4 separate regions of the Sus scrofa genome follow, and regions 2, 3 and 4 are each linked to region 1. A link is a contact called in public Hi-C and HiChIP or PLAC-seq data. All regions are on one chromosome and are shown on one strand. The core of a region is the stretch at or near the end of the contact, and the rest is flanking DNA. Distances in the headings are between cores, read along the strand shown.

Region 1 (2,534 bases), core at 16-2,515:
GGGGCCCCTTTGAGAGGAAACTGACCAGGAATGCGATGAATTGGGCATCTTTCTGAAGCTCCCAAGATCTATCATATCAACAGCCGCTAATTCCACCCAAGGGGAGGACTGGTTTTGAATGACTCCAAAGGCACAAAGGCCACATGATTGTTCGCTGGGACCCCAGCTCCTGGGAGACAGAGGCAGTTTGAGAGAAAACACGTGGTATAGCTAAGCATGCCTCAGATCTGGAGGACAAGCGACGTCTCTCCATGCCCAATGCAAGATCTTAATTGAAGATCCTTGCTGCCCCGACAGCACGAGTCTCTGGAGAGGCTTCTGACATTGAAACTAAGACCCTCCGAAGCCTCAGTTGGTCAATTACTTCAAGGAATATTCAGTGTCAAGGTGGGAAATGCAATATGGCGGAGCCCAGTGCAGTGGGTCTCAGTGTGGTCCGGGGACCAGCCGCATTTGCACTCGCTGGGAGCTTGTGAGAAATGCACACTCGGGCCCTCCTGATGGAGGTACTCTGCGGGCGATCCTGAGCACTTCCAGGTGATTCGAATGCAGGCTGAAGTTTGCAAATCAGCCCACAGGCATGGGAATCAGCAGACTCAGACTCAGTCCAGGACTCGCCCTGAGTACCTGAGTGACCCTGGTGAGACCTCCGATTCCTCTGAGCTTATGAAACGGCAGCGCTCATAGCGCCTGCCTCACCCAGCTGTTAGAAGGATACAATGCAGCCTGTCAAACCACCAACAGCCAAGGTCAAGGGCGAAGCCAACTCTGGCTGTGTTTTAACACACCTTGGGGGTATTCCCAAAGGGGCCAGTCTTGCTGCCGGAAGTCATTTCTGCACGTGCCTGATCACATGGCATTTCAGGGGGTCCTTCCCACCCTTTGGGGGCAGTGTTAGGTAAATGCTTGTTCTTATTAACTTCAAATAGAGAATCAACCGGCACATTCTGAGTGGCCGTAGGGGAGATAAGGGCAGCTGACAAATTTTGAAATGTGTGGGCTACACTAATGGGATCAAGATGTGGTCTGTGAGCAGAGCGCTCCCTGTTACAGCCAGGCCAGCTAGCTTCTCTCCGAATCCCGCTTTCCCTTTGAAGATCCCTTTGAGTGTTTTCGAGGCACCACCTGGGAGCAAACTCATTACTGGGGGAGAACATTTTATCCCGAGGCAGCAAATGGAGGAGCCGTGGGGAGCTGCCACCTTGGCGGTCAGGAAGTAGAAAGGCAGTTCTGGTTTCCTGATCGTTCAGTAAGTTGAGTTGGGGCCGAGCGAGAATCGATGACTCACAAAACCGTGTGCGTGGAATGACGCCAGGCGCCTGGGTGTGTGACCCTTATGGGAGGAGAGCGTTTATTAAAGGGAAGTCGGGGGTAAATTACAACCCACGTCAGGCAGCTAATGAAGGGACGGACGAAGGACTGATGTCTGGGAGACAAGTTCAAGTCCCAGCATCACCTCTAATTAGCCAGGTGCCAATGACATCCTCTGCCCTGGCTCCTGTGTCTTAAGCTGTAGAGCAAGAGACCAGGAAGAGAAGGTCTCTGCAGCCCCTTCCAGCTCTGGTTTGCTGAGACTTTGCCACTCATGAAAATAAGCCAGGACTTGACATCTAAATTGAGTGTTGACCTCTGGCACCAAAATCGGTGCCTTGGGCTGGATGGCCCAGGAGCGGACCTGAAGCCTCATATGACTGAGGATGTGTAATCAGGGGAAATGGGTAGGAGGCAGGAAGCCAGGCAGAAGGGGTGGAAGGCAAGCAAAGTTGCGATCTGGGGCCAAGGGCCTCAGAGGGGAGCTTCGACCTGACCGCGTGGGAACTCTAGGGTGGAAGCTGTGTCTCCAGGCGGCCCTGGCTCCAGGCAAGATTGCAGGACTTTGGTCTCTGGCAGTGTCAGTCATGGGGCAAGGTCAGCTGGGCATCTGCAGGGGTAGTGGGTACACCTCTGGCTTTTAACAGGTGCAGGTGCTGGCAGCTGAAGGTAAACCATGGCCGGGGGTGGCGGGGGCGGGTGCACGACACACACAGATTGGTAAAAAGGAATCTGTGGGGATCTGGGCTGAGCTTTAATATTAGCAACTACTGTTAGGTTCCCAACAAAACCACCTAATAGCCCGGGGTTTATTCCAGTTCTGCACGGGAGTCTCATGAATATTTGAGGCTAAAAGCCTGAAAAAGACTGTAACAGGCAAGTCAGCCACTGGAAATCCTCAGGGGAAGAAGTTCTCCTTGGAGGGCAGGGGAGAAGGATGAACCCCATCACAGGACCCCTTCAACTTGTCTTTTGCCCAGACATACCAAAAATGTTCAGAATGCAAGCAAACAAGTCCATGGCTAAAGGGCCATCTCTGCAGCAAGAAACGATTTTTCTCCTCTGTCAAGAGGTGTCATGTCTTAAGCTTCCTCCTGCCCATTTTAATAACAATAATATAAATATGAAAGGATGGCTGGAAACGCCTGCACTAACACAGAGTTAATTAACATGTTGTCTAGGAATGTAGCAGGGAGAAGAATTATTTCATGTCACCAAGACAC
Region 2 (2,534 bases), core at 21-2,520, 120 kb after region 1:
ATGTGTTACTGAGTCCAAGCTTGTGCTGCTCGCTGCAGAACAAGGCATTAAATCCGCAGACACGTTGCTGGGGCAAGGAATAGTGACTTTATTCAGAAAGCCAGCAGACCGAGATGGTGGACTAGTGTCCCAAAGAACCATCTTGCCCTGGTTTGGATGTTAGTTTCTTGTATGGGACAGCAGGGGACATCAGGAGGTAAAGCAAAAAAGGCAATAAGTTGTAACTATTTTCTGTTCAAGCCAGACTCCGGAGGGGATGTGTTCATTTCTTCCCGCCTGCAGTCATTCATAGGTGGGCCTGATCGGGAGGTTTCCTGAGAGCCAACAAAGGTATTTTAGCTTAATGCTCAGACATGGGAGGCAGGGTTCCTGGAGAAGGGCCATTATGTATCCCTTTTGTGATTAACTTGCAGCAAAAGCAATAGAATACAAAACTTAAAGAAACAGATCCAGTATGGAGTCAGACTGTTCTTCCCTATTACAAACTGAATCCAGGGACTTACAGCCAGGCTTGGCAATAAACCCAGAAAGGTGAGTGTGAGATGGGGATTCTGGCTCCTTGAAGTGCTTGATGCTGTAATTGGTTCTGCCTGTCCCTCAAGGCCGGTGTATTGTAAGATGAATAACCCTAGAGGCTCAGTTCTTTTAGGAATGACAGGGGGCCTCTCAAATGAGCATCACCTGGAGGCATCTCCTTTCCTTGAAAAACTGCTAGTGAGAAACTGGGTTGGTGAGCTAAGGCCCTGCCTCTGCAGCATCTCACGCAAGGATTGGGCTGCAGGTCAGCTCTGCTGCTGTTATCTTGCAAAGTTACTGAGAATCTGGGTTCCTCCACCATCCCCGAGTAGCTTGGCCTCTGGTGGACATGGCTCCCCAGTGGAGACTAAAAGAGAACTGTGGATGGTTTGGCTGTGAGCCCCTCAGGGCCGTATGGTTCTTCCTGGAAGAATTCCCCCTCCCCTTTCCCTCTGCTGGAGATTCCACTCCAGCAACTGGGGTTATAGCAGGAGCAGAGAACTGGGACCTAATCCTGTGCTTTGGCCACTGCCCACCATGACCAGCTTCTACACATTCAGTGCCCTTATCTGCAGTCCACCCACGGAAATGGGATCAAACCATGTGAGCTTCTTGCTACAAGACACAGGTCATGGCTCCTGGATTCTAGATGCCTAAAGAAAAGGGGGGATGAATCAACCCCTGGGGAGAGGTTGACGGGACTTCTGCACTTCCACCTCTCACCAGCAGGTGGCGCCTCAAACAATGTAATCTGGGACCTGACCCAGAACATTGTACCCAGCAAAAGGGAACCCTCCAGCGCACAGCAAAGACCTTTGGGGGCGGGGGGAGGTACTTCTTATTATGGGAACGATAATTACTCACATGATCTCCCCACCACCACTGCCATTTTGTTTTTACAAAATGGAATGAAGAGAAGGAATTTCTTTCTATTCGCGGAAGAATGCAACTCCCGTCAGGAATATAATTTTTCTTTTCGTCTCATCTGTCTTTTTGTCGGGCCGCTTCCCGGCATATGGAGGTTCCCAGGCTAGGGGTCTAATCCGAGCTGTAGCCACCGGCCTATGCCAGAGCCACAGCAACGTGGGATCCGAGCCGTGTCTGTGACCCACACTACAGCTCAGATCCTTAACCCACTGAGCATGGCATGGCCAGGGATTGAACCTGCACCCTCATGGTTCCTAGTCAGATTCGTTAACAACGGGAACTCCAGGAGTATAATTTTACCTCGACCTTAAAGGATTGACTAGAAGGAATGGAAAGTCCTAAAGTTCCCTCCTCACCTCTCTCACCCATCCTTTCCCTTTCCTCCTCCAGCTTCCATTGCCTACTATCGCTATAACCACAGCAACCTGGCTGGCGGGGAAATATGGAAACTCCAACTCATTCTTCTAGATTCAGGTAAGTCTCCACCTTTTCTGTGAAGCCTTTGTCCATCCTCACTTCAGCTTTGGAGAGGACAACCTCACAGATATGCCGATATGTACACCCTGTGCACACCTGTGTTACCACACTCACTGCGTTGCTTCAGAACTCTGTGTACCCGTGTGTCTCTGTCCCAACCCCATGATCCCTTGAGCATATGTGCACCCCCGTGCTTGGGTTAGAGCCTGGCAACACAGGAGCTGCTCAGGCACTTCCACTCCTGAATGTCAGAAACTTAAGGGAGGAGGGGAGCAGACTGCCCTGGAGCGGCGTGAGAGTGGGTGGGAGACAGGTTGTCCCAGGAGTGGAGTGGAGCCTAAGTAGCCTCAGAGGACAGAAATCATGTCCTCACCCAGGAAAGCTGTGCCTGGCATGCAGGCTGTTCCAGGCAGGAAAGGGAGGTAAAAGGTGGCAGAAAGCAACGGGGCAACAGAGTGGAGGTGAATGGATGGAACAGGGAGGGAGATGTTGACTTTCAGATCAGTGCGCAGCCCTTGAAACTGGACTAGAGTTTCAAGGCTGAGATAGTGAGAAGGAGCTCAAGTCCTATGTTTAAATGGTAATGACTCTAGAGGAGATGCCTGAAGGACTGC
Region 3 (2,534 bases), core at 16-2,515, 97 kb after region 1:
CCTTGCTCAGTGGGTTAAAGATCCGGCGTTGCCGTGAGCTGTGGTGTAGGTTGCAGACGCAGCTCGGATCCCGCGTTGCTGTGGCTCTGGCGTAGGCCGGTGGCTACAGCTCTGATTAGACCCCTAGCCTGGGAACCTCCATATGCCGTGAGAGCGGACCAAGAAATGGCAAAAAGACAAAAAAAAAAAAAAAAAAAAAATCCGGCATTGCTGTGAGCTGCGGTATAGTTCCCAGAAGTGGCTCAGAACCCACATTGCTGTGGCTGTGGTGTAGGCCAGCCACTGCAGCTCTGATCCAACCCCTAGCCTGGGAACTTCTATGTACCTCAGGTGCAGCCCTAAAAAGTTAAAAATAAGTAGAAATAAACCCAATTTTTGGATGCAGGATCAGGAACTGCTATCTCTCAGGAGGGTGAAGGCAGAAGCCATGCTTAGAAACTTGTGGACCTTTTGGCGGTTCTCCTGGACGGAACTTGCCGAGATGGGGTAGGGTAGATTGAGGGGATTATGAGAGGTAAGAGAAGAGGGATCTAAAAAGGGGGGGAACCTCGATGCCCATCAGAGGAGGACACTATATGGACTGGAAGGTGAGTCAGTGGGAAAATACAAGAGGGTTTTGCACCATCTTCTTCCCATCCTCCGTGTTCAGGATCATCTAATAGAAAGGTTATTTTCTTCCAGCTAATAGTCTGTACTTACGCCCCTTCCTAGGGGGAACATGAAAGTAGTAACATCGCCCAGGCCTCCTTCACAAGGTTGAAAGGATCAAAAGAGTTCTCTTTGGAGAATCTGACCATAAGACCCTGTTATCTGTATCATCAATAGTGTAATTCAAGGCGCCAGGAAAAGTCAAAACTTACTTACTCCGAAACTCACTTTCCAAAACCCTAGAGAACTCAGATCAGATGCTCTTTGCTTGAGGATGATTTAACAGCCATTGAAAACAAGAGAAGCTAATACCTAGGAAGAAGGTTAAACAGCAAAGTAAACCATTGTGTGGCACATTCATTGAACATTTATTGAGCACTTACTATGCGCCTGTCACTGGTGTAAGAGCCGAGCATGTAAAATTGAATAAGTACTCAGAACAAAGAGTTTATAGGGGCAGCAATTTCCAGCAATTCAATGTGCTGTGTTTTTGTTTTGTCTTATTTTAACGGAAAGTACATTTGTAAAGAATGTTTGGGAATTATAGCCCTACCATAAAATATGTTTTGTTTCACTTCCTTTAGCTGTTATTTTATGACAGCCCTGACCTTCTGACCAGAAGCAAAAATCTGGGCTTTCTAAATAGCCCATATTGGCTGGGCTTAATGGGTTTTCAAAATAAATGGATTGGATTTCTGAACCTGTCAAAATATAGAGCACGAGGGCTTTTTTGAACTTGAGAGGCCTGCTCTGAGCGTGGATTCAGAGTCCACTGTCTGAGCCAGGGCGCCAAGAGCCAGCTTATCAGCCACCTGTTATTTTTGATGGAAGCAGAGGTGACCAGGACAAAGGAATGAGCTCAGGGAGGTCAGATGTCACTTAAACATGATGTCACCCGGGGCAATCAAGGCATTAGGGACCTCAGATTCTCTCAGAGGGGAATTCTAGAGGATTTTAACCAAGACTTAAACCAAGGCCCATCTTTGGAATTCTAGAGGATTTTCCCCAAGGCCTAAACTAAGGCTCCTGTAGGACTATCTTTGGTAGCCATCCAGGGAAGGGATGGTGCCACCTGGCACATGATCCCAGGTGCCCGTGGCTGATGAGTAAGTACAGGGTCAGCTATCAGATGATGCGCTGTGCTAACCTTCAAAACAGGAGGAAGGAAAGATGCTTCCGTGTGAGGCCAGCCCAGCTCCACTACTTTCTTTTTCCTTTGTTGTTGTTGTTTTTTTTTTTTTATTTTTAGGGCCACATCTGCAGCATATGGAGATTCCCAGGCTAGGGGTTGAACTGGAGCTGCAGCTGCCAGCCCGCCTATGCCACAGCCACAGTGATGCCAGATCCAAGCCTCATCTGGGACCTACACTGCAGCTCATAGAAACACCAGATCCTTAACCGGCTGATCAAGGCCAGGGATGTTACCCAGATCCTCATGGATACAAGTCAGGTTTATAACCCGCTGAGCCACAACAGGAACTCCCCAGCTCCCCTGCTTTCCATGTGACCTTGAACAGGGCCTCAGTTTCCCCATTTATGAAATGGGGCTGCTAACAGTATTGAGCACACAGGGCCGTCACGATGGTCAAATAGAACAACCAGGTAGAAAAATTCCTCCAGTACCTGGAAGCCCAAACCAGCTCCTCGGGACAATCAGTCTGGTGGCTGCGTTGTCATACCCAGGGTCTCTCTGAGGTCAAGAGAGGCTCCTTGACGCCAAAACCGGTTGAACAGAATTTGATGTTTTAATGGTTGAATCCCATCCGTGGAATTTTGTGACTATCTACCTGATTGCACTCATAGATGGTGGATACAGTGGAATTTGAGGCCTTTTTTGTGACCAAGGCCATTGCAAAACCACCCCCTCCCTCCTGACCCCCACGGAC
Region 4 (2,534 bases), core at 14-2,513, 65 kb before region 1:
GTCACAGCTCAAAACTTGGCTCATTTTGAATCCTGAGTCCTATACTCTGGAGACAAATTCACTGCATAGAATTAGAGAATAATGTGACATGGAAAAAAATAAAAGAAAATAATAGTGCTGTGAGGCAGGCAGTGATGACCAAGGTTCAGAGAAATGATTTGCCCAAAGTGGCAGTGATGGGTAAATAATGAGGAAGCGCACAATGAGCATTCATTTCCCAGGAAATTTGCATATATTATCGCATCATCTCAAGTCCCCTGCTTGGCTTTGCTGTCTCAGGCGCTCCTCTGAAGATTTCTCCTCTAGATTTCCCTGACACCCAGGCTGGGGACCCACAGGGCTGATCCTGGGAAACAATAAATATTTATTTATTTATTTATTTATTTATTATTTTTTTTGTCTTTTTGCCTTTTCTAGGGCCGCTCCTGCGGCATATGGAGGTTCCCAGGCTAGGGGTCTAATAGGAGCTGTAGCCGCCGGCCTATGCCAGAGCCACAGCAAAGCAGGATCCGAGCCATGTCTACAGCCTACACCACAGCTCACGGCAACGCTGGGTCCTTAACCCACTGAGCAAGGCAGGGATCGAACCGCAACCTCATGGTTCCTAGTTGGATTCGTTAACCACTGTGCCACAATGGGAACTCCATGGGAAATAATAAATATTTATAGTAGGGGAAAAGTGGGAAGGGAAATGCCCGTGTGCCCATGCATCATGAGAAGCCAGGGCTTCTCTTTTTTCCTCTTTCCTCTTCTTTCTCATTACCTTTTTTTCCTGACCCGGGTGAAACACTTAGATGCCGAAATCCACCTGTAATGATCAAGATGACCACCAGAGGGAAGCATGGGACCATGGCGCTCTTCTGAACATAAACGAGTGCTTCTAATAAGCGGGCTCTCTCTGTCAAACATCAGAATCTTGGGTACCCAATCCTGCCTGCACATTAGAATCATCTGACGAATTTCTACAAAATCACGGGTGCCTGGGCTCCGTCTCAAGCCGATTTCATCTTATATCCCTGGGGCTGGGGAACAGGTGCTGCTAGTCTTTAAGTTGCTCAGGTGACTGATACATAATGGGTTGAGAATTGCTCATGGAGAACCCTGAGTCCTGAGAACTGTGAAGGCTCTTAGGAATCACCCAGCCCAGGTGATCTCTCCCATTTCACAGCTTCAGACCCAGAGAGAGGAACAGGCTTAGGGATCATTGGAAGGCAGTGCCCAGGACTCTGATGTTCAGCCTATACTCGTTCCTCCACAGCACATGCTCTCCCATGTTTACAATGGGCCTGGGCATCAGATGACACCAAGGAACAGCTCTTCCCTCCCCTCTGATCTTAGAGTTTGTGGTCCCTGGTCCAAGAAGTGCTTCATCCGTGGAACAGTTAAGGACTGATCTGCAGAAATCAACTGGAGAACTACCCCAGCCATGCGGGTGCTGAGGTTGGGAGCTCATGTGCTCTAGGAAACCGAAAGAGGAAGGGGGAGTGAGGGCAGCTACAGTCAAGGAAGGCTTTCTGGAGTTCCCGTCGTGGCTCAGTGGTTAACGAATCCGACTACGAACCATGAGTTTGCGGGTTTTATCCCTGGCCTTGCTCAGTGGGGTAAGGATCTGGCGTTGCCATAAGCTATGGTGTAGGTTGCAGACGTGGCTCAGACCCCGAGTTGCTGTGGCTGTGGTGTAGGCCAGCGGCTACAGCTCCAATTCTACCCTAGCCTGGGAACCTCCATATGCCGCAGGAGCGGCTCAAGAAATGGCAAAAAAAAAAAAAAAAGGCTTCCTGGAGGTGAGGCACGAGTGGAAGACCAGTTGGATTTCAATGACCACCATGGATGGAGGGAACCACATTCCAAACCAGAGGACAGGGACAAATGAGGGGCATTGACCGCGCCCTGTGAGCCAACAGGAGGGGCAGAGGTGAGGCCTGAAGAGCAGTGGCATTAACTCCGCAGAGAGAGAAGGGGGCATGGCCTGTGGGCAGAGGCATCTCCAGATAGAGGAACCAAGGCCTTTTATGCAATGTCCTAGATTTCAGCTTAGAAAGTAAGGAAACATGGATGGAAGGGGCGGAGGTGAGCTGGCCCTGGAAAGACGCAGGTGGGGGTGGGGGAAGGATGGTCTAGAGGCCCAGAGATGAAGGTGTCTTGGTGGGGGGTGGGCATCCAGGGAACTCTCTTAGCTTCATCCTTTTCTGGGTCCTCAGAACCTGAAAAAGATATGACTTCTGGAAAGCATCCTGGAAGGAATTACTGAACAGAATGGAACGTTTAAGGAGAAGAAGGTTCTCAGCAGTGGGTTGTGGCCAAGGACAGGGTGGTAGAAAGATGCGGAGGGAACAGAGAGCCATTTGGAGAGTAGCGGGACCCGTGTCCAGAGGCTCTTCTAAGTCCCAGAGTTTATGGGGCCATCAGAACTGTCCTAACCTCAGGGCAGCAGGACCCTGGTGTTCAGAGGAAGGGGACCTCCCCTTCCCCCCTTCTCCTCTAGTTGGGGTATTCTTGGGGATCCCCAGAAACCCCATGTTAAGAAAGTTCCA

The links. A called contact is a pair of places that touch in the nucleus more often than the background predicts. HiChIP or PLAC-seq counts read pairs in DNA pulled down with a chosen protein or histone mark.
Region 2: a contact with region 1 is called in an H3K27ac HiChIP or PLAC-seq map of alveolar macrophages. The contact joins two enhancer-like sites. A contact is called at or near these places in 2 of 5 promoter capture datasets (fetal skeletal muscle and liver), 17 of 47 Hi-C or Micro-C datasets (adipocytes, alveolar macrophages, blood and 10 more) and 2 of 2 datasets of contacts at active chromatin or transcription factors (alveolar macrophages and skeletal muscle).
Region 3: a Hi-C map of retroperitoneal adipose tissue shows a contact between it and region 1, with 2.9 times the contacts expected there. The contact joins two enhancer-like sites. A contact is called at or near these places in 1 of 5 promoter capture datasets (fetal liver), 25 of 47 Hi-C or Micro-C datasets (adipose tissue, alveolar macrophages, blood and 13 more) and 2 of 2 datasets of contacts at active chromatin or transcription factors (alveolar macrophages and skeletal muscle).
Region 4: a Hi-C map of alveolar macrophages shows a contact between it and region 1, with 2.7 times the contacts expected there. The contact joins two enhancer-like sites. A contact is called at or near these places in 5 of 47 Hi-C or Micro-C datasets (alveolar macrophages, blood, embryonic fibroblasts and 2 more).

Annotation. Positions count from the first base shown.
Region 1 is chr2:27,051,237-27,053,770 of Sscrofa11.1, reverse strand. All of the region lies in intron 4 of LMO2 (rhombotin-2), which reads right to left. Among named protein-coding and RNA genes, the nearest start is that of LMO2, 19 kb to the right of the region's middle. Within about 2 kb of position 1,265, at least 4 of the 83 cell types and tissues checked have an H3K27ac peak or open chromatin away from gene starts, as enhancers often do. A contact at or near this core is called in alveolar macrophages and retroperitoneal adipose tissue, where this site is marked.
Region 2 is chr2:26,926,702-26,929,235 of Sscrofa11.1, reverse strand. It overlaps LOC106509384 (a long non-coding RNA gene), which reads left to right. Exons shown (of 6, transcript XR_002341524.1): 5 at 414-531; 6 at 1,834-2,534. Among named protein-coding and RNA genes, the nearest start is that of CAPRIN1, 53 kb to the right of the region's middle. Within about 2 kb of position 1,270, at least 3 of the 83 cell types and tissues checked have an H3K27ac peak or open chromatin away from gene starts, as enhancers often do. A contact at or near this core is called in alveolar macrophages, where this site is marked.
Region 3 is chr2:26,954,637-26,957,170 of Sscrofa11.1, reverse strand. The region is part of intron 1 of LOC110259281 (a long non-coding RNA gene); the gene reads left to right. Among named protein-coding and RNA genes, the nearest start is that of LMO2, 78 kb to the left of the region's middle. Within about 2 kb of position 1,265, at least 7 of the 83 cell types and tissues checked have an H3K27ac peak or open chromatin away from gene starts, as enhancers often do. A contact at or near this core is called in alveolar macrophages and retroperitoneal adipose tissue, where this site is marked.
Region 4 is chr2:27,116,195-27,118,728 of Sscrofa11.1, reverse strand. No RefSeq gene overlaps it. Among named protein-coding and RNA genes, the nearest start is that of FBXO3, 29 kb to the left of the region's middle. Within about 2 kb of position 1,263, at least 1 of the 83 cell types and tissues checked has an H3K27ac peak or open chromatin away from gene starts, as enhancers often do. A contact at or near this core is called in alveolar macrophages, where this site is marked.